7 separate regions of the Mus musculus genome follow, and all the other regions are linked to region 2. A link is a contact called in public HiCAR-type and promoter capture Hi-C data. All regions are on one chromosome and are shown on one strand. The core of a region is the stretch at or near the end of the contact, and the rest is flanking DNA. Distances in the headings are between cores, read along the strand shown.

Region 1 (2,700 bases), core at 105-2,604, 2.8 Mb before region 2:
ATTTATTTATTTATTTATTTATTTATTTATTTATTTATTATTTAATTCACTTTACATCCTGATCACAGCCCACATCCTCTAGATCCAATCCCACCCTTACAAGTACCCCCCCATTGTCCCCCTCCCCTTCTCCTCAGAAAAGGGGAGCCCCCACTTGGGTACCACCATTTTCTAAGAATGTCACCTTGTCCTTTGGGCTTCAGTCTGTTCATTTCCATGGCAGGCTGGCCGGCCCTGCTATCAATCACAGGAGGCTGGGACAGGCAGCCCGCCCCTGCTCCCCACACCTATCTCCAGGACCCCATCTGGCTGGGAAGGAGGCTGGAGGTGATGCTCTCATGGGGCCCCAACTAATGGGAGGCAGCCTCTTTTGAAATACCAAATGCCCCAGGGAGATGCATGGGGATACCAAGGGGCTCTGGGGGGCAGAATGGGGCACGGCTGCATCCCTTTCCCTGCCAGGGGAGTCAGGGGGAAGAACTGCTTGGTGGTGGGCAGGGGTGGGCAGGCAGGAAGATGGATACCTCTGGGAAGAGCTTTCTGGTCCTTGTATGTCAAGGTTGCTTAGGCTGCAAACCTCATGCTTAGAGTAGGCTAGCATGACCCTTCGAGGTCATGGTGCTGCTGATGGTATGCTGCCTTTTGTATGAAGCCCCTAATAGTTAGGTACCACTACCAGTTCATTCTTTGTATCTGGAGGCTGAAGCCCAGAGAGGTTACTAAATGTGGCTAGGCCACACAGCACCTTCCAGGTGTCTGAGCTCAGAACTTGCACTCTGAACCTCTAGGCTCTCCTGTTTTTCCATTGTGAGCACAGGCGGCACCTTGTCCACCCTCCCATTTCCTTTCCTCATTTAGTAGTTGGTCACGTGGGTCCCCTGTCCCCACATGTGTTGCACAGGAACCCTGTGTTATTTTGCTTCTTGTGGCTTCAGCACCTTACCCTGGTGTAAGGCAGGAGTCCAGAGAGGAACTGGTGATGGGGCTGCGGTGGATCCCTTCGTTCTTTTAGCACTTGTAGACTTAGAGGGTGGCTTTATGGAGGTCAGATGGGATCCTCCACACTTGGGCCTGCCTACACTGCCCACTGGGTGCTGGCTCTATTGCAATGTGGCATAGGATCTGCACGCCTGCCCTGCAAGATGCTGAGCAGTGCTCAGCCTGTGAGGAGGTACCTTACACCCCCGCAGTAACAGGCTAGGGCAGCCCTGGGGAAGCCAGGTGGGAGGGACCAAGTGGTCTTCCTGGAGGAGTTGGCTAAGTGGATGTGCTATGAGGTGGGTGATGGGCAGCATTTTCAGGCCACTCAGACTCAATGATGAAAGGGCGGGGCTTATTTGGGGAAGCAAAATCAGTCAAAACCCACAGCCACCAGGAAGACCCAAGAAGTTGCCGAGAGAGTTTTGGGCTGGGGTAAGCGAGGGGTTTGGGGTTCTTGGTGTTCTGGCCAGGTACAAGGGTCCCTGGAAAATTGTCCTCAAGGGAGGCCAGGGTTTAAGGAGCAGGGCCTGCTGGGACAAAGGCTCCATGTGTGAACCTCTAGTGTCCAGTCTACAGCCTAAGCTCTGGAAGGCTGAAGTTTGGGGAGACCAAAGGAGGGTACCCATGCTTCACATAGCTATGGAAAGGGCCTCTGAGTCCAGGGCCGGTCTAACTTTGGAGGTGAGACAGTGGTTTAGGTGACACAGGGGTTGCTTTCCCTGAAGGCTTTTCCCTCTCAGGCCTGTCCCTCCCCCGTTACAGACAGGTCCTATTGACCTTATAGGGCTCTCAGGAAGCCTGGGAAGAGAGTCCTTCAGGACCTTGGGCTAGGGAGGCCTTTCTACAGCGAGTGCTTGCTGTGTGGGCTGTTGAGACTTCTGAGGTGGGTAGTAGCCTCAAGCTTGCTGTTGGGACAGAGGCCTTGCTGGACTCCCTAGGTGGCCTACTGGGTTCTGGTGGGGCAGGCTGCTCACTTCTACCTATCAGTCCTTTGCTGGAAAAGCAGGACAGCTCAGGAACCCTGGAGTGACCAGGCCAGGAGAGGGCGAGGAAATGCCTGGGCCGTTGGAGCTATGCAGAGGGAGGTGGAGCTGAACTGTTTTTTGAATTTTGTTCTCTGCCCAGTGTGGCCTGGAAACTGAGGCACATGGTCACACTCTGGCACTAGGAGTTATCTTCTTGCCTCCTTTCCCCAGGGAAGAAGATGTCTCTACCTGGAAGCTCCCAGGAGACAGCTGTGGAGCCCACGAGAGCCACAGGGCCTTGACCTCATCTCTTCCCACCATCCAAGAGGGCAAAGTCAGGTTGGTCCCTGTTAGGTCTCTCCACCCTGGTAGTGGGGCCCCTGACTGCCAGAAAGGGGGAGGTGTCACCATGGCTTGGGGAGACTTCCTGGGGGAGGAGTTCTAAGCTGGGTCTGGGAGACTCCAAAGCTAGCATTTCCTAAAGGAAGTTCATTATTGCAGTGCAGAGAGAGGCCCCTTAACCAGTAGCGGGTCTCCTGTAAGTCAGAGGTTCTCAACCTGTGGGTCACAACCTTTTTGGCAAGCCTCTACCTCTAAAAATATTTACATTATGATTCATAGCAGCAGCAGAATTACAGTTATGAAGTAGCAGTAAAAATAATTTTATGGTTGGGGGGTCACCATGACATGAGGAGCTGTATGTATTAAAGGGTCGCAGTGTTAGGAGGGTTGAGGCCCACAGCTGTTGAATGCT
Region 2 (2,700 bases), core at 94-2,593:
CAGGGATCCCACTTCTCCCACTAACTTGCTGACTTGCAGCCAGGTAGGGCTTTGCAAACCTGCTTTTAAAGGTGGCTGACACCATAGTGCATCAAAAATTCAAGGAGGGTTATGTTCCTGTTTGGCTCAAATGAAAACTATATATTTTCCTTAAGGACTAGTAACCCACTGCCTAGACACACATGTTTTCTCAAGGTTTTTCTTCACCTCTTGAGAGGCGTGGCATTTCCTATTTGTAAATGTACTGGCACTGGGCACCTTTCATGTCTTCTGCCTTTAAAAATTCAGTACATGGCCCTCAGTTCCTCCAAAAGGTACCATGTACCGTCCAGCGCAGCCATATTTTTAACTCAGTGGTTCCAATAGCAACATAAGCACAAGGAACCGTAGCCAACTTTTCAGAAACTACAGTTTGCTAGATGAGCAATCTACCATAAGCATAGCATGACATCGTCCAATAGTAATGACAGATGTAAGGAAAACAGGTTCCATCCTTATTCGCAGAAAATACCACCAGACTTCCTGCTCCTCTGACTCTTAAAAAAAAAAAATGATTGCATGCATTTACACAGCTGAGCGAAGTCTGCATCTTCACCTATGCGACAGTGAGTATACCGCAGAGGGCCAATGAGACCTAGCTACCATCGTTCTTCTGTGACACAGAGCTAACTAATGTTATCACCCCAAAAAGGGTTTACGAAATTCCACATTAAGAGGCCACCAGACAGGACCGAGGAAAAGTAAACAGCCCGGGCCTCCGACAGCCCGGCTGGCTGGGCAGCTAGCTGGGCCGGGCACCCTGGCCCGGGGCACAATCCCATTTCGGAGCACGTAGAGAATCTGGACAAACCTGTCCCGAGGTGATGTAAGGCTGGTGCCCGGCCCTAGCCTGGAAGCGAGTTGGAGGCTGGCTGGGCCCGCTAGTCTGCAGCCGAGGCCGAGAGCCTGGGGCTTCATGTCAGCCCCTCGCCAGACAGACGGGACCCAGCGCAGGAGGGGCAGACCAAGCGGAGCAGAGCGCCACCAACCCTGCCGCCCTCTTCCTCGGGTGCAGCAGGTGCCTGCAGCGCACAGGTGCGGCCCCGCCCCCGTGTCCCCGCGCGGCCGCCGTCGCCCCGGTCCCTAGCGCACCCCAGGGAACCGAACGCCGGGCCGCGGACACAAACCCTCTGTCCTGACGACTCGGTAGCCACCAGCCCAGAGGTGAGACGCTTACCTGGATGCCCTCGGTGCGGAGCGCTGGGGGCCGAGCGCCACCGCGGGCCAACAGCATCTCCGGCTGTCCTGCAGCCCGGCCCCTGCCGCTCCTCTCCCGCAGAGCCCCGCCCCGCCCTGCCCTCAGCGGGACACGCCCTGGACACGCCCTAGACTGGGCGCTTCCGCTCGGATACCCATGCCGAATGGCTCTCTCTCGCCGTCCATCAAAAACGTACTTCCGGGAGGTGTTGGGGCTTGGAGCTCCGTCCTGCCAATCAAGTTAGCGCCGCTCGGGTGGGGCCGCGCTCGTACCTCCCCCTTACGTAACAGCGCCCAGGGACGAGCTGTCAGTCAAAGAAGCTTCAATCCCTGGGGAGGCTGGGACGAGAAACAAACAGGCACCAGGCCGCCATTGGACGTGGCGTGTGTCAGTCACCATGGATACCCACCCAGAGGTTTATGCGGCAGCCACTATAGCCAGTCTCCGGCAGTGATTGCTGCTAGCTCTTGGCTCCGCCAAGCGTCAGCCGGTATCCAGGCCTGGACTCTGAGCCACTGGCTGGAGAGGGAGGTCTGCAGCTCCCTGGTGGGAGTGATGGGATTTATTAATCAACTTGCTTAGGAGACAATAAGTGACACAGAGTAGAATTTAGCTGAGGTAGTGCTACCTTTACAATAAATCCAAAGTTATCAGGCTTGTTAGAAAGAATTCTGTAAATGTTTCTTCCCGGGGATTGATGTGCATTAGGTTCCATTCCCATAACCAAAAAAAAGACAACCCTGATTTACAACCAGCCATTAAACACATTAGCGTATCAAAGAACGTGTCTCTAACGGATACAAGCATCCTGAAGTTCTGGCCTGACATAAAGCCCCGTTTCTCTGGAGAAAAGCATAATTCTGCCCAGTGGCCAAGATGACCCTCTGTAACGACTATTATCGAACAACACTGATGTACTTAAGAAATAATTCTGGCGCCGGGCAGTGGTGGCGCGCACGCCTTTAATCCCAGCACTTGGTAGGCAGTGGTAGGCAGATTTCCGAGTTCTAGGCCAGCCTGGTCTACAGAGTTCCAGGACAGCCAGGGCTACACAGAAAAACCCTGTCTTGAACCCCCCCCCCCAAAAAAAAAAAAAAAGAAGGAAGGAAGGAAGGAAGGAAGGAAGGAAGGAAGGAAGGAAGGAAGGAAGGAAGAAATCTGGCAATATTTGGCTGTGTAAATCTTAAATGGCCAGACTTGCAGCCTACAGTCTCTGTTTCTACTGTGGCCTGCATCCCTTAGTCCCTACTTGTTACAAGATATGTCTGGCCCCTACTCTAATTTTTCCCCGCCCGGGAAACATGCTGCCTTTCTCCCTAGAAGCCCTTCCCCATGTAACTCAGCCATTTTGGTTACCTGCTCCTTTCAGTTTACCCCTTACTCTCTTAGCCAGTCTCTTAGACCAAGCTGCCTCTCTTGGTTGGCAGCTCCCCTTCTAGCTCTCTGTTTCCACATCTCCTCAG
Region 3 (2,700 bases), core at 3-2,502, 3.0 Mb before region 2:
ATCACTCGTTTGCTGAGGCTCATTCCTGCACACATTTGATGACAGGGACAATTCAGAGATAACTGCCACACAAAATACATGAAGGGCCCATGGTGATGTGTCTGCTGGGACAGCAGGAGAATGAGGACACTAAACCAGGCCCCATAAGTGGGGCATTTTTAAATATCTCCCATTTCCAGAATACATCCCTACCTATAACAGAAGGAATTTTAAGTAGATCTGAGAATATGCCCCAGGTGATAGCCAAATGATCAGTTCAAGGAACGCTAAACTTAAGCTATCCTTTGCCCAGGCCTAAGACTAGTTCAGGAGAGCTCCAGGAAGACAGAGGAGGCTCCCTGGTTTATAGAGGACGTGCTGGTAGCATGAAGCAGAATGCCATGATGTCAAACTCTGAAGTGGCTTTTACAGCTACAGGCTGGTGAGATGGCTCAGCAGTTAAGAGTGCCGACTGCTCTTCCAAAGGTCCTGAGTTCAAATCCCAGCAACCACATGGTGGCTCACAACCATCCGTCACGAAATCTGATGCCTACTTCTGGAGTATCTGAACACAGCTACAGTGTACTTACATATAATAAATAAACAACTACAGGACTCCACCAAAAGTTTTTAGAAAATATACTTAAGAGTCTCTTTTAGGAAGGCTATATTTCAAACAGATGTTTGAAAAAAAATAGTAACCTTTAAAAAAAAAGGATGAAATGATTCGGCAAATAAAGGCATTTGCCATGCAAACCTGAAAAATCAGAGTTTGATTCCTGGAACTGTTGTTGATGGAAAGAACCAATTCCTCAGAGGAGTCCTCTGATCTCCACCCGAATGAGGCAGCACGTGTGCCTACACATATACCACACATTTTAAAAAAAATTATTAGACAAATATTTTATGAGAAACTTTTTTATGTTGTCTCAGTCCCTAGCACAATGAAATGACTGGCTGAAAGTCACTAGGCTTCTTCTAAAACTATTACCTATGGGTGGCTGAGGAATGGCTCCTAAGAATGGTAAAGAAAGTACTGAGATTAAAGTCAAGATCCACCACCATCTTGCTGGCTGAACTTGCCTTTCGTACAGTTGAATTTCTGTAGAAGCCTTACGTTTGTACGATGGAAATGAGATGGGTGTGTTAACATTCCCAGGGACATCCAGGGCTCCACCCATTGTCAGGGATGGCCCCGCCCACATCACATTACACGCACGCGCAGTCCCTGCTCCCGCCCTCTGCGCAGGCGTGCTGCTTTTCCATGTGTGCTCAGGCCGTCACATTGGACCCGCTGAGGGGAGACGCCAAGTAACGTCGAGCCTGGAAGTCGCCACGGGCCCGGTGGGCCCCAACGACGGCTGCTGCAGTCGTCCTCTTCTGGTCTGTCACTGCAGCCTCCGTCGCCATGGGTAAGAGTCGGACGAAGCGCTTCAAGCGACCTCAGTTCTCCCCTATCGAGAGCTGTCAGGCCGAGGCGGCGGCCGCGTCGAACGGGACTGGGGACGAGGAGGACGATGGGCCCGCGGCGGAGCTTCTGGAGAAGGTGGGACGAGGGCATGGCCAGGCTCGGGCGGCGGGCGGCCGGGGGCCCGGGGGCCCGGGAGCGAGGTGCTGCAGCGCGCGTGCTCACTACGCGACTCTGACGTCTCGGTTCCCGCAGCTCCAGCACCCGAGCGCCGAGGTCCGCGAGTGCGCCTGCGCGGGACTGGCCCGGCTAGTGCAGCAGCGGCCCGCACTACCAGACTTAGCCCGTCGGGATGCTGTGCGCCGGCTCGGGCCGCTGCTGCTGGACTCGAGTCTGGCGGTAAGGGAGACGGCGGCCGGAGCTCTGAGGTGAGCCCGAGAGGGCCCGAGGCAGTGTCCCTGCGAGCAAACAAACCTGGGACACCCTCGCCCGATGCATTCTCTACTTCTGGGGGAATAATAACATGCCAGTTAGCTCAGGTTTGCAGTGGATGGAGATGTGAATTCATGCACCGAAGGACCCCGGGGCTCACACACTTTTTGTTGTATCCACCTGGCGCTTCACCAACCATCAAACCTCATGCACATTTACCCCATCTCAAAACCCACCATAGAGTCCCTGATAGGATAGTCTTTCAGTCTGGGCTCCAAGTACAGCTGACATTTCAGCATGTAAGATCTCTTTGCAGGCGCTCCACTGAGAGGGTGTCTGGAAACTGTCAAAAAGACTGGGCTGAATTTCAGTAAAATTTAGACCTTCTAGCATGGTGGCACAGACCTTTAATTCCCGCACTAGGGAGGCAGAGGCAGGCAGATCTCTGAGTTTGAGGCCAGCCTGGTCTACAGAGTGAGTTCCAGGACATCCAGGGTCACCCAGAGAAATCCTATCTCAAAAAGGCCAAAAAGCAAAAGCCACTCTAATGAACTGTAGAGAGGACAGAAAGTTAGTATTTGTGCTCTTACAGATTTGCCTGTGTGTATTGTTTCAGTCTAATAAATATTGGATGGAGCACCTGTGTGCCAGCCACTGGACGAGGCCAGTTCAAGGCCACCTTGAACTACTTAGTGAGTTCCAGGACAGCCAGGGCTGTTACACATAGAAGCCCTGTCTTGAAAAAATCAACCAACCAACCAGATAAATAAACAAATCTTAAGTCTATTGAGTAAGATTAGTGTTAAGAATATATTGATTATTATTAACCAAATAATTACTATATGTATAAATACAACTAGTAGTAATTGCAGAGACTACTA
Region 4 (2,729 bases), core at 38-2,537, 3.0 Mb after region 2:
CAAGAGTCAGATCTCTCTCCATGTTGTGTGTCCCTAGGACAGAACTCAGGTCATCAAACTTAGCAGTGCATGCCTTTATCCAAGTGACAATTGGACAAAGAACTCCCTTCTTCTAAAATTTTAATTTTGAGACAGGGTCTTCCTATGTTGCCCAGGCTAGCTTTGAACTTATGATCCCAATCTCTTGAACAGATAAAATAACAAATGTGTAGCACTACCTCAGGACTGGTAGCGCCTCTTAACTAGTAGCATCACATACCAAGACGAATGTTCAGCATTTTACTTCACCATACCAGTTTATGAAATCATAACCCATTTAAACGAATCCTTATGTTCCTGCTACGGAACCCTAGAAGTAGCATATAAGGTAACATACAACACACATGGCAGTGTCTTGAAAACTCCTTACACAAATGCAATTGTGTACCTGGCATACCTGCTGAGTCTAACAACAAGAATTCAATCTCACTTTCACAATTTCTTTTGTTTGCAAACTGGGTCTAAATCTGAATTTTTTTTTTATCTGTGACCCTGACACCCCTTTCTCAGTATGTGGCTCATAATAACCATTTAATGAACACTTAGGTTATGGGGATAAGATCTGAATGTACGTGATCAAGGACCAAAACTACAATCTGAATTTAACATTGGGTTGTTGTCCCCACCCCACCCGCTTCCTCCACTGTAAAGAGGCAAATATGGAAGAGAATCCTGGAGGCAAGCAGAGGCCCTGGGCATGAATCTGGAGTCAGCAATCGCTGCTACTCCTGGACAAGCGCTCCTTTTTCTTGAGACTTCTTTTCCCTAGGTTCCTGATCTGTCCTCAATACTGTTCAACACTGAGAACCTGGTGATAAAAAACGTCACTGCTACAAAGCTGTTCTTTGAAATCCCACTTTGATGGGACTGGAGCCAAGGACAGCGGCGACCGGTTGCCAGGCAATGCGGGCAGGGGGCGGGGCAGCGTGAGGGGCGGGATCTGGAGGAGGCAGGAGTCCGGGTGGGAGCGGTTACCTTGCCCGCTTGGGTGGCGGCAGCCAAGCACGGGTGAGTCCCGTCGTAGCGCCCTATGGCCACCATGCGGGGGCTGATTTTGTGGCGCAGTTTCAGAGTGAACACAGGCAGCAGCATGATGGCGCCAGCTAGGGGCGGAAGACAGATGCCCGACGCAGGCGCAAGGCAAGCAGCTTGGCCGGCCGGTTGCCTAGCAGCGGATGAGGAGTAGGAGGTAAATACACGCAGGACTGCGGAACGCCACAGGCCCGGCGCCGGAAGCGCAGACTAGAGCGCGATCGGTGTCGCCAACTCTCTCTACGCCTGCGCGGACCCTCCCAGCGGCAGAGCTACGCAAGTCCCAACTAGCTCCTGCGACTGCGCAGTGGCGTCGTGCCTGGTTGGCCTGCGTTCTTTGTCTGTCCTCGGACTGCGGCTGTAAATTAGTGTTAGATGAAGCCTTACCTTGGCGTCTGGGATGGCGGTGTCTAAGCCAGTACCTCCCCAGGATTCTCTGTAGCGTGTCAGCCAAGCTGCACCCCGTACACGCCACACACTATGTCACCCTTTCATTCGTTCAAGAACTAAGGCTTTACGGGGCGGATAGTTAAGTGGGTGAAGACACTTGATACCAACCCTGATGACCCGAGTTGGAAGCAGAAAACCAGCTCCAAGGACATGCACACGCACGATTAAAAAAACAAAACAAAACTAACGTTAAAGTGCTTAGTGTATCCCTTGCTTTAGCTGTTATGCCCAGGCAAACGTCAATAGTAACCCGAAAATAATAATCCCCTCAAGATAAAAGTAAAGAGTATAGTTTATTTAAATAGTTTAGGTGGTAAATATAAAGCAGTAGAGAACGATGCAAAGTTGAGGGACATGGGAAGGGAAAGAGTACTTCTCTCCCAAGTCCAGTTAAGGCGCTCCACCAGCTGAGTCAAGATTTTCAGGACAATTAGCATTTGTACAAAGTTGCTCAGCTAGAGACAACATGCCCTTTATATGAAAAGACTTTCAACTAAGAATGTTGAAAAAGCACTGAATCCTGCTTAAGTACTAAACGGACATGGCCTTTCTCCTTTGCCAGCTGTAAATCTGTAATTTGCTAGGGACCTCACAAGAAACCCTACTTAAATAAATGATGTGACTTAACTCTTTACATCCTTGTGACAAGTCGGTTCATCTTAGCAAATTGCAAACTCTACTCAAAGCACCGGTGAAGTCACCTTATAAACGTATTCATCAAAAAGAAGGGAAAGAAAGAAGAGTAAATGTGCGGGGGGGGGGGGGGGGGGGGGGGGGGGGGGGGGAGTAGAAGAAAGGAACTAGCAGGTGAGAAGGATCAGCCAGCCATAGTATGCATGAAAATGTCATAAAAGACCTGCTACTTTGTAAGCTAATTTTCAAAGTAAAACAAAAGAGAGAAAGAAGATGGGAGTGGGGTGGAATTCCTAACAGCCCATTGAGATATAACTAGAGCTACTAAGCAGTCTATGTAGCTGATAAGATACTAAGTGAGTCGTTCCCTCTTGAAACCCACATCCAAGCTTTTGGCTATGTATTATTCTATCCCTTAGCACCTATCCTCTCTTTTAAACTCCTTCCCAGCCCCTCCCCGTTATGCTTATATTATAGTATAGCATATTACATTACATTAATTATGTATGGTATATGGTGTGTGTGTGTGTGTGTGTGTGTGTGTGTGTGTAAAACAATACCATGTGTTCTAGGGA
Region 5 (2,708 bases), core at 103-2,602, 2.9 Mb after region 2:
CCCGCTGCTTCCTGATGAAGCACAGTGGGAATAATTACAACAAATGAGTTGCATTATAGTTCTACAAACTTATAACATTAACCCCTCAGTCATTTACAGCCTTCTCTAGGCGCCGTGTGGGGAGATACGATCCCCACCAAGCCACAGGAAATCCAAGTGACAATTTTTTAAATCCGGGAGCAACTTTTCCTATTTCTGAGGGTTCATAGAAGAGGCACTCAAGTGCAAGGTGAGAGCAAAATTTTCTCAGATCTGCCCAGCCTAAAATGATGTAACAAACGAAGCCAGTACTTGTGGCATGTGGACATTGCTTATCTCGCACCGGCAGACAAACTAGAACCCTTGTTTCAAAATGGATCGCTAAACGGAGGAATCGCGTTCAAAGGAGGGGCTGCCACACCGACCCGAAAGTGTTTTGCTGCTTTCTGTCAAAAAGGGAACAGTCACAAACCATCGCGGGGGGTGGTTGGGGGTGAGATAAAAGGACGTAGCTGGTCTGTTTGCTTCGTTAAATAGCGCCCATCGGGACTAACGCATTGACAAATAGCACCATTTCGAAGTTGTCTGGCGAAGAGTAAAATGTCCCCCTAACTTCGGCCTTCTCTTCGTCGGCGAGCCGCCCCCAACAACGCCGAGCTAAACCGGACGTGTCGCGGCTTCTCACAGCCTCGGGTCGCCGCACCCCGCCGCCCTGGAGCCCGCGGGTCCGACCGCCCTTGCCTCGACTGTTCTCCCCGGCATCCCGACACCTTCTCTCCGCGGCCCGCCACGCTCGCAGCGCCGCTGGGCCTCGAGCCCCACGCGAGGGCCGCGGTCCCCGGGCCGAGGAGGCCGGGGTCAGGGCCCGGCCACGCCCCCCTGCGGATAATGGGTGACATGGCGGCTCCCGCCCGGCCGCCCGCCCCCGCGCCCGGCCCGCAGCCTCGCTCACCCACACGAACAGGCTGTCCGACAGCAGGTACTGGGCCACGTCGCGGGCCCGGGGGCCGCCGGCGGTCAGGCGCGCCTCGGGCTGCAGTGGGGCCGTTAGCGGCTCCGGCTCACCCGAGCCGTCCTCCGGCTGACTGAGGGCGCGGTAGGCGCTGACGATGGTGCCCAGCAAGGCCAGGCCGCTGAGGCCCGTGTAGGTGCGGAGGCTGGGCCACGGGAAGCGCTCGAGGAAGAGCAGCGGCATGGCGGCAGCGACGGGCTCCGGCCCCCGAGGCTTCCCGCGCTGCGGCCAGGCGCCTGCGGCGGCCTTGCGAAAGGCGCCCACGGGCTCTGGCGTCGCTGCCGCTGCCGCTGCCGCCGCCGCTGCGCCGGGCCGAGCCGGGCCGCTCCTAGCTGCTCGCGCCGCTCCGCCCCGCGCCGCTCCCGCTGCTGCCCCTGCCGGCGCGGAAGAGCCTCGGCGGACTCGGGGCGGGCCGCCGCCCCTAGCGGGACGCGGGCGGGACGGGCGCGGGGGCGCGGCCTTCGTCCCCCGCCCACAGCCGGCGCTCTGCAACCCCGAGAGCACAGGACCCGGCCTGGGGCCCCGCGTCCCGGCCCCCTGCAGCATCCTTGGCGACCCTGGGCCCACTGAAGCCACGAGCGCACCCGAGCCGGGCTCTGGGGTGAGCCTGGCCCGTAGGCAATGACGGCAGGCCTGTGTGCGTGGTCAGGCGGCAGGGTGAGGGTGCGGGACCCCTGCCCCTGGCCACTTGTCGCTTGTTCCTCCCCGCCAAAGCTGGTAAACCCGCCATCCCACCACCCTGTAGACTAGAGGCTTCCTTGGTGTCCTAAAGAAGCGACATGATGCTTAGGAAATAAGAGAAGCCTTGAGATAGAATATTTTTAAAACGGAGGAACCAATTTAACCAGAAATAAAAATCTGTTCCCTCTTAGCTACAAGTAAGAATGTCAAATGCTGCTTAGTTTCTTGGAAAATACCTGTTCCTAAAAGGTAAACCAAAGGGTGACCTTCGTCCTGGCAGTTACACTGCTTGTTAAGTAAACATCCAAGAGAAATGAAAACAGACACCCACACAAAGTCCCTACATTGAGGCTGACAGTAGCACTACTCCTAAAAACCAGAGAGGCAAACCTCGAATTATAGCGTTTGAAAATAAAGTACAGATAATGCTACAATATCAGAGAATGTTGACGATGTCTGAATCAAGCCACACACAGATATCTAAATTCTGTGTGACCACGCTGATAAGACAAATGCATGCAATGTAGAGTAGAAGGGGAGTTTGAAAGAACTGGAGGTGACAGCTAAAGAAGTGACAGGTTGGGGTACTAGTTTCCTGAAGTGAGAATTTCTAAAGTTGCTGTTATACAACTATGAATACACTCAAAGTCACTGAATTGTACACTATAAACAGCAGGTTATATCTATGTGAATTACATAAGATAACATAGGGTACAGTTTTTAATTATTATATCCCCGAGCCATGTGTTAGTGCCTATCCCAGAATGTAGCTCTGTAAACAGCTTTGAATTTTCCAAATTTTCTAATGTGGAGAAATTGTCTTTGTAGTATTTTTTCATGCCAAATATTTCTATAGATCTTTTAAATCTGAAAATTAACCACTGTTATAATTCTTAAAAACATCTCATCATGAGTCTTTGTACAATATAGTTCCCTTTGGTTCGTTCCCAGTCATTTGCAACATGGCTTGTGAGATGAACCATTTGCTACAAACTGGAGTTTGATTCTCATAACTCCCCCAAGTTGTCCTCGGACT
Region 6 (2,700 bases), core at 77-2,576, 2.9 Mb after region 2:
GTCACATTTAGTTTTAGGAGGAATGGTTTATTTACTTGAATATGAGAGATTTGTTTATTTATTTGAATATGAAAGGTGAGTCACTAAAATGACTTACACAAACCCCACTCTCAGCAATGTCTTGCACATTTTAAACAAATAACCAGTCTAAACTGGACACTTTTTTCCCATTAGAATCAGCTCCACACTAGGGAATGAGGTACCAAACATTATAAGCTATATCCCAATCTCAATTTCTTGCCACAACAAAATTTTGTTTGAGTGATCCCGAAATGCAATCATCTGCTTAAGACAAAGGTTTGTTGAAAACAAAACAGCCTGCAAACAGGCTGTCGGGACAACATGTAAGGTACCTCCGACCTCTGAAAGTACAACCAGACAACAGAGTGTGTCCTCGCAATTTTAGGTCTACTGGGAGTCTGCAATGATACTGTATGTTGGCACTTTGGTAGACAAGACATACAAATGCAAAAAGGTAGACCAAACAGCGCGAAAATTAATAAAATGTGGCCACTGGATGGAACACTACCCAACATTTAAAGGGGGAAAAAAAAAAACTAGGATGTCAGAGGTTAATCTGGAAAAGTTACTGTAAAAGAAATGTACACCCTACAAAACTGAGAATTGTTCAAATAAACACAAATACATGTGCGATGAAACAACCAGCAACGGATTGAAAGGATACACACATTATGAATTCAAAGCAAACGCAGGTTCTAACCATGGCTGAATGAAGGGAAAGGGGGAAACGAACCTCGCTTTTAAAATAGGAAAACTGCCAAGTCGGGGTCGAGAAACAGGTCTAGGAAAGAAAGCGCGCATCCCGGAAGGGACAACCCGCATCCGGCGTGAGGGAGGAGCGCGCACTGGGAGAGCATCAACGGCCGAGGCCGCGCCGCACTTACAGATTAATGGTGCGCTCCAGGGTGAGGGGCTTGGTCTGCTGGATGTACTTGTTGCCGAACTGGTTGACCCCCCGGGGCCAGCCCGTCTGCGAGCGATTGGGCGGCACCACAGACATGCTGAACAGCTCCGACGCCGGGGACGTGCAGAAAGCGGGGGCCCGGGGAGACGTCCGCGGGGCGGGCAGCGGTTATCTGCGTCCCGCTCAGCAGCCACCACCCGCCATTAACAGTCGAGAGCAAGAGGCGCGGAACACACGCCGGAAGTGAATACGCTCCGGAGGCAGGAAGTTGGGAGGCAGGCCACTGCGACCATTTGACCAATTGCTGGCGGCGTGACGCAATATGTTGATCTCCCATTGGTTATTTTTGTGGAGATCCCGCCTCCCTGTGCTTTACTGCCTTTCCATTGGGTAATGCTGGTGAAATAAGGAAAGAGGGTTTTCGGGAACTGTAGTTTCTGGAGGGAAGTAGCGTCCTGACTTCCTTGGCGTGGGTCTGTGCACCGTGAGAAGATGAACGGGAAGCGGCCGGCGGATCCTGGCCCAGCGCGGCCAATGAAGAAGGGAAAGAAGCAGGTATCGGCAGAGTTTTCGGACGCTGTCACTGAAGAAATCCTGAGGAAGCAGGTGGCTGAGGCCTGGAGCTGCCGGACACCGTTCAGCCATGGTAATGGGGTGCTGTAGGGAGGCGCGGCAGCAAGAGGTGTGGGGAGGATCGCAGCCACCTCCGACCCGGGCGCTGACTGCTGCTCGGTTCATTCCATATTCTGCTTGATTTGGCAAGCCTGGGGAGGAAAATAAATATAAGCTCCGGACACTATGGGGAAGTGGGAGACATGTAGCCTGGGGGTTGAATTCTAGAATCAGAGGTCACTCAGAATCCCTCTGCTGATTGTACGTCATTGGGCAATGCATATAACTTTGCTTAAGGGCCAGTTTCTTCGTTTATAAAACGGAATCGTTAATAGTATTCCCCCTCCGAAAGATGGGATTGACAAACTAATGTTTGTAGACATTCATAAACGTTTCCTTGAGAACCGGTAAATAGCTAGCAAGCGAGGGTCACTCTCCGCTGTTACGTGGACTGTCTAACCCACGCTGGTGTTGAAAGCTGCCAGAGAAGCAAGCACCTGGATTTACCAGTTTTCACGTACCTTGTCGTTGGCCTAAGTGACGCACAAAACCAACATAATCTTGAAAGGAACGATCATTCCAGACATAGCTACAAGTTATTACCTTATACAATGTGACTCTGGCTGGGTGCGTCTTGAATTTTCTCAGACTTGCCGATTGTCTGTTTCATTTGAGTGTTTAAACAGGGGAACCCCTGGGCGCTCAGGACGCAGGCAGAAGATGATTACATAAAATGCAGGCTCCGGCTGCCCAGAGACTTCTCAGTTTCTTTGTCTGTTGCAAAGGCGTAGTGACTATATCATCGATTCCTCAGTTGTAGAGAATATAAATGAAATAATGCTTATAAGGCACCACTGGGTCAAGATTGGTTGTTATTCATAATCTAGTGGAAGTGAAATCAGTTAGAGGTTAAAAACCACCTGTTTTTTTTTTTTTTGTTTTGTTTTGTTTTGTTTTGTTTTTAAACCCAGAAATTTAGGGAAAGAAAGGGTGGTATTAAAGAGAAATAGCCAGCCAGTTTTGCTACTCTTATTATTTGTTTTACTTCGCTCTGGAGAGAATGAGTTAAGAATCTAAAATGTGGGGCTGGAGAGATGGTTCAGTGTTTAAGAGCACTGACTGTTCTTACAGAGGTCCTGAGTTCAATTCCCAGTAACCTCATG
Region 7 (2,790 bases), core at 112-2,611, 2.9 Mb before region 2:
ACAATTAGCTCAGCCAGTGGTCATTGTATTCTTTTTTTTTTTTTCCCCCTAAGAAAAAACGTAGAGCAATGATTCATTCTGTGACAAACAGATTTTTAATCCTTTGCAAAATAAGTAAATAAACAAAACCAATCACCACCACCCCAAACTTTCCAGGATATTGAACTGGGCACAGAGCCAAAACTCAAGTGTCAGTCAGGGACTCGGTTCTGGAATTTGCAGCGAGCTTGAAGCATGCGCACAGTAAGTGTTCTAGTCTTCTGGATAATGTTAATTACTGACAACCACCCCCTGCCCCCTTTTTGGTTATTTTTCGCGCCAGAAGAAAGCTACACAAATGGGCATTCTATGAAAAACGATCATTAACCGCAACGGTAGTGTGATTTTAGGTTTAAAAGGCTTCGAGTATTCTTAGTTATGAAAGTTGAGGGGCTTTGAGCTCGTAAGTGCACCTTGGAACAGCCGCGCTGTGTGGCCCTCCAGCCGGGCAGCGGTGCCAGCACTCGCGACCCAGAGGCCGCTGAGACCGCTCCGGAACCGAGATGCGCGTGCAGCCGCGTGCTAACCCGGCCCTTGAGCGGAAGCCCGCCCTTCTCGTGCTCGCGCGGCGCGCGGCCAGGAGCCCCGGGGCCGCGCCGGGACCGAGGGGCGGAGCCGGCGGTCCGGAGCGGGGTGGGCGGCGCAAACCAGTCACTTTCCGCGGAGTCGGCAGCCGCCTCGTGTGCCTCGGCGGCGCTTGAGCGGCAACAGAGTCCTGCGGCGGCGCGCGCGTCCGAGGTGCCCGGAGGCCCAGGTACGTGCGACCCCAGCTAAGCTAGCGCGGGACGGTTGACCAGGCGGTTGCGGCCCCGCTGCCTGCAGCCTGCCGCGGCCTCTGTGACGCGCGGTGCGGCCTCGGGGAACCCGCGGACGGCTGGCAGCAGGGACGGGGCGGGGCGAGCGCGGCGGCGGGGCAGGCGGAGCGGAGCGAGGGGCGGAGCCGGCGGAGGCCCCGCCCCGGGGCCGAGCAGCACGGACGCTACGGAGCAGGCGCGTCCCGCTGCCGCCGCCGCTGCCGCCGCCGCCGCCGCTGCTGCTGCCGCCGCCGCCACCACCGCCGCCGCCGCTCGCCCTTCTCGGGATCCGCCGCCGCCATTTGCACGGGAACCCCGGTGACAGGGGCTCGGCGGAGGGGCGGAGGGAGGGGGGAGGGCCTGCGAGCCCCGAGGGCGGGAGCGACGCCGCCGGCGCCGGCCAGGCTCCCTGCGCTACCGCGCCGCCCGTGGCGGAACCCGGGTGGCAGCGGCGGCGGCGGCCGAGGGCGGGCGTGCGCCTGAGGCAGCGGCGGCGGCGGCGGCCCTGCGGGCGGCCGGGAGGGGCGGGGGCAGCGGCCGCCGCCGTTTGATGGATCCGAGGATCGCCTGGTTCCAGCCAGAGCAGCTCGGACCGTCCAATAGTCTGTGGATGCAGATCTGGGAGACGACCCAGGGGCTGAGGAACCTCTACTTCAACCACCACTGTCACAGCAGCGGCGCGAGCAGCGCGAGCGGCGGGAGCGGCAGCGGCCCCGGCAGCCCCGGCGGCACGGCCCCGGCCCCGGCCGGCATGTTCCGCTCGGGGGAGCGCCCACTGGGCGGCCTCGCCGTGCCCGCGGAGCAGCGGGACTTCCTGCCCCTGGAGACGACCAACAACAACAACAATCACCACCAGCCGGCGGCCTGGGCACGGCGGGCATCGGCGGGCCCCTCGGCGTCGCCGGTCCCATCGGCTCCCTCGTCCCCGCGACCGGCGGCCGCACTCCCCGCCTCCGAGTCTACCGACCCGGCCTCGGGCAGCAGCAACAAGAGGAAACGTGACAACAAGGCCAGCACCTACGGACTCAACTACAGCCTGCTGCAGCCCAGCGGAGGGCGCGCGGCCGGAGGCGGACGGGCGGACGGCGGCGGGGGCGTGTACAGCGGGACCCCGTGGAAGCGACGGAACTACAACCAGGGAGTCGTGGGGTGAGTGCTGGCGTCGTGGCCTGCGTCTTGGAGGGTCGGCACACCCGCACAGCGGGGAACACGCCCACAGGCGGGAGGGGGGGATGATGGGTGGGGGATGGGGAGCCCCAGTGGGGCCTCCAGAGCATCGGTGGCCATTCATTCCTTCATAGCTTGACCAGTCTCGGTGGACCTTTCTTTGGAATTCCTTTGGAAAAAGTGGAGCTATCCTCTCCTTTTCGTAGTCATCTCTACCTTCCTCCTCTCCTAACTGTCCACACCTTCCCGATGCATTCTTGCTTGTCCTTCTCCTGGATCTTTCTATGCTCTAGAATTCAGCCTGCCCTCTGATCCCTTTCTGTCCTCCACACCTTGCTCCCCACCACCACACCCCAAGATGAAGCCCCTTAGCATCGGGCTAGTTAACTTCCTGAGAACGTTTCTGCCTTAGCGTCTTTAGATGTTAGGACCAGGAGGTGCTCTTCTTGCCAAGAATAGAAACATCCAGAATGCTCCTTCCCCTCCCCCAGTCCACGACGAAAATCTCCTCAGCCCTGAAAGACACTGCCTGCTCTTGATCCTTTGGCCCATCTTTTATATTTACTTAAGGAAAAAAAAAAAAAAAGCCAGTGTTTGCCATGTCTGTCGTGAGCAGAAAGCACTGAGTGACAGCTAGCTTGAAGTTGTCATAGATGGTGAGCTTTTCTGAGCCCTGACAGAACTTTGCAGGAGTTCATGGTCGGCAGCTTCTCACTGTGAGGTTGTCACTGTGGCAGAGGTAGCAGTGGTTTTCATTTAGGGGTGCTGGTGTTAGTGTGTGAATGTTGCA

The links. Promoter capture Hi-C pulls out the DNA fragments that hold promoters and counts their contacts. HiCAR-type assays count read pairs that join an accessible place to other places. Capture Hi-C pulls out chosen DNA fragments and counts their contacts.
Region 1: a promoter capture Hi-C map of liver shows a contact between it and region 2, with 3 times the contacts expected there. The contact joins the promoter of Adcy7 here to the promoter of Aktip in region 2. A contact is called at or near these places in 4 of 39 promoter capture datasets (hippocampal neurons, liver and pre-B cells) and 1 of 9 other capture datasets (liver).
Region 3: a contact with region 2 is called in a promoter capture Hi-C map of liver, with 2.7 times the contacts expected there. The contact joins the promoter of Heatr3 here to the promoter of Aktip in region 2. A contact is called at or near these places in 2 of 39 promoter capture datasets (embryonic stem cells and pre-B cells), 1 of 115 datasets of contacts at active chromatin or transcription factors (astrocytes) and 1 of 9 other capture datasets (liver).
Region 4: a promoter capture Hi-C map of pre-B cells shows a contact between it and region 2, with 5 times the contacts expected there. The contact joins the promoter of Bbs2 here to the promoter of Aktip in region 2. A contact is called at or near these places in 5 of 39 promoter capture datasets (the 3T3-L1 cell line, the C10 cell line, hippocampal neurons and 2 more) and 1 of 115 datasets of contacts at active chromatin or transcription factors (astrocytes).
Region 5: a contact with region 2 is called in a promoter capture Hi-C map of pre-B cells, with 2.8 times the contacts expected there. The contact joins the promoter of Amfr here to the promoter of Aktip in region 2. A contact is called at or near these places in 3 of 39 promoter capture datasets (the C10 cell line, hippocampal neurons and pre-B cells).
Region 6: a HiCAR-type map of astrocytes shows a contact between it and region 2, with 9 times the contacts expected there. The contact joins the promoter of Ogfod1 here to the promoter of Aktip in region 2. A contact is called at or near these places in 3 of 39 promoter capture datasets (hippocampal neurons, liver and pre-B cells), 1 of 115 datasets of contacts at active chromatin or transcription factors (astrocytes) and 1 of 9 other capture datasets (liver).
Region 7: a promoter capture Hi-C map of pre-B cells shows a contact between it and region 2, with 4 times the contacts expected there. The contact joins the promoter of Tent4b here to the promoter of Aktip in region 2. A contact is called at or near these places in 3 of 39 promoter capture datasets (hippocampal neurons, liver and pre-B cells), 1 of 115 datasets of contacts at active chromatin or transcription factors (astrocytes) and 1 of 9 other capture datasets (liver).

What each region holds. Positions count from the first base shown.
Region 1 is chr8:88,292,850-88,295,549 of GRCm38.p6, forward strand. It overlaps Adcy7 (adenylate cyclase 7), which reads left to right and starts at 1,355. Exons shown (of 28, transcript NM_001037724.4): 1 at 1,355-1,413; 2 at 2,178-2,285.
Region 2 is chr8:91,132,684-91,135,383 of GRCm38.p6, forward strand. It overlaps Aktip (thymoma viral proto-oncogene 1 interacting protein), which reads right to left and starts at 1,344. Exons shown (of 10, transcript NM_001302266.1): 1 at 1,217-1,344.
Region 3 is chr8:88,136,633-88,139,332 of GRCm38.p6, forward strand. Heatr3 (HEAT repeat containing 3) reads left to right here and starts at 1,253. Exons shown (of 15, transcript NM_172757.3): 1 at 1,253-1,525; 2 at 1,643-1,815. The coding sequence starts at 1,388. Mir7071 (microRNA 7071) reads left to right here and starts at 1,574; the gene lies at 1,574-1,642.
Region 4 is chr8:94,097,222-94,099,950 of GRCm38.p6, forward strand. Bbs2 (Bardet-Biedl syndrome 2 (human)) reads right to left here and starts at 1,288. Exons shown (of 17, transcript NM_026116.3): 1 at 1,015-1,288. The coding sequence starts at 1,131. It overlaps Gm39226 (a long non-coding RNA gene), which reads left to right and starts at 2,321. Exons shown (of 2, transcript XR_879106.1): 1 at 2,321-2,729.
Region 5 is chr8:94,011,288-94,013,995 of GRCm38.p6, forward strand. It overlaps Amfr (autocrine motility factor receptor), which reads right to left and starts at 1,353. Exons shown (of 14, transcript NM_011787.2): 1 at 932-1,353. The coding sequence starts at 1,174.
Region 6 is chr8:94,035,872-94,038,571 of GRCm38.p6, forward strand. Ogfod1 (2-oxoglutarate and iron-dependent oxygenase domain containing 1) reads left to right here and starts at 1,327. Exons shown (of 13, transcript NM_177767.4): 1 at 1,327-1,571. The coding sequence starts at 1,418. Nudt21 (nudix (nucleoside diphosphate linked moiety X)-type motif 21) reads right to left here and starts at 1,168. Exons shown (of 7, transcript NM_026623.3): 1 at 906-1,168. The coding sequence starts at 1,021.
Region 7 is chr8:88,198,521-88,201,310 of GRCm38.p6, forward strand. Tent4b (terminal nucleotidyltransferase 4B) reads left to right here and starts at 1,362. Exons shown (of 12, transcript NM_001372333.1): 1 at 1,362-1,982. The coding sequence starts at 1,384.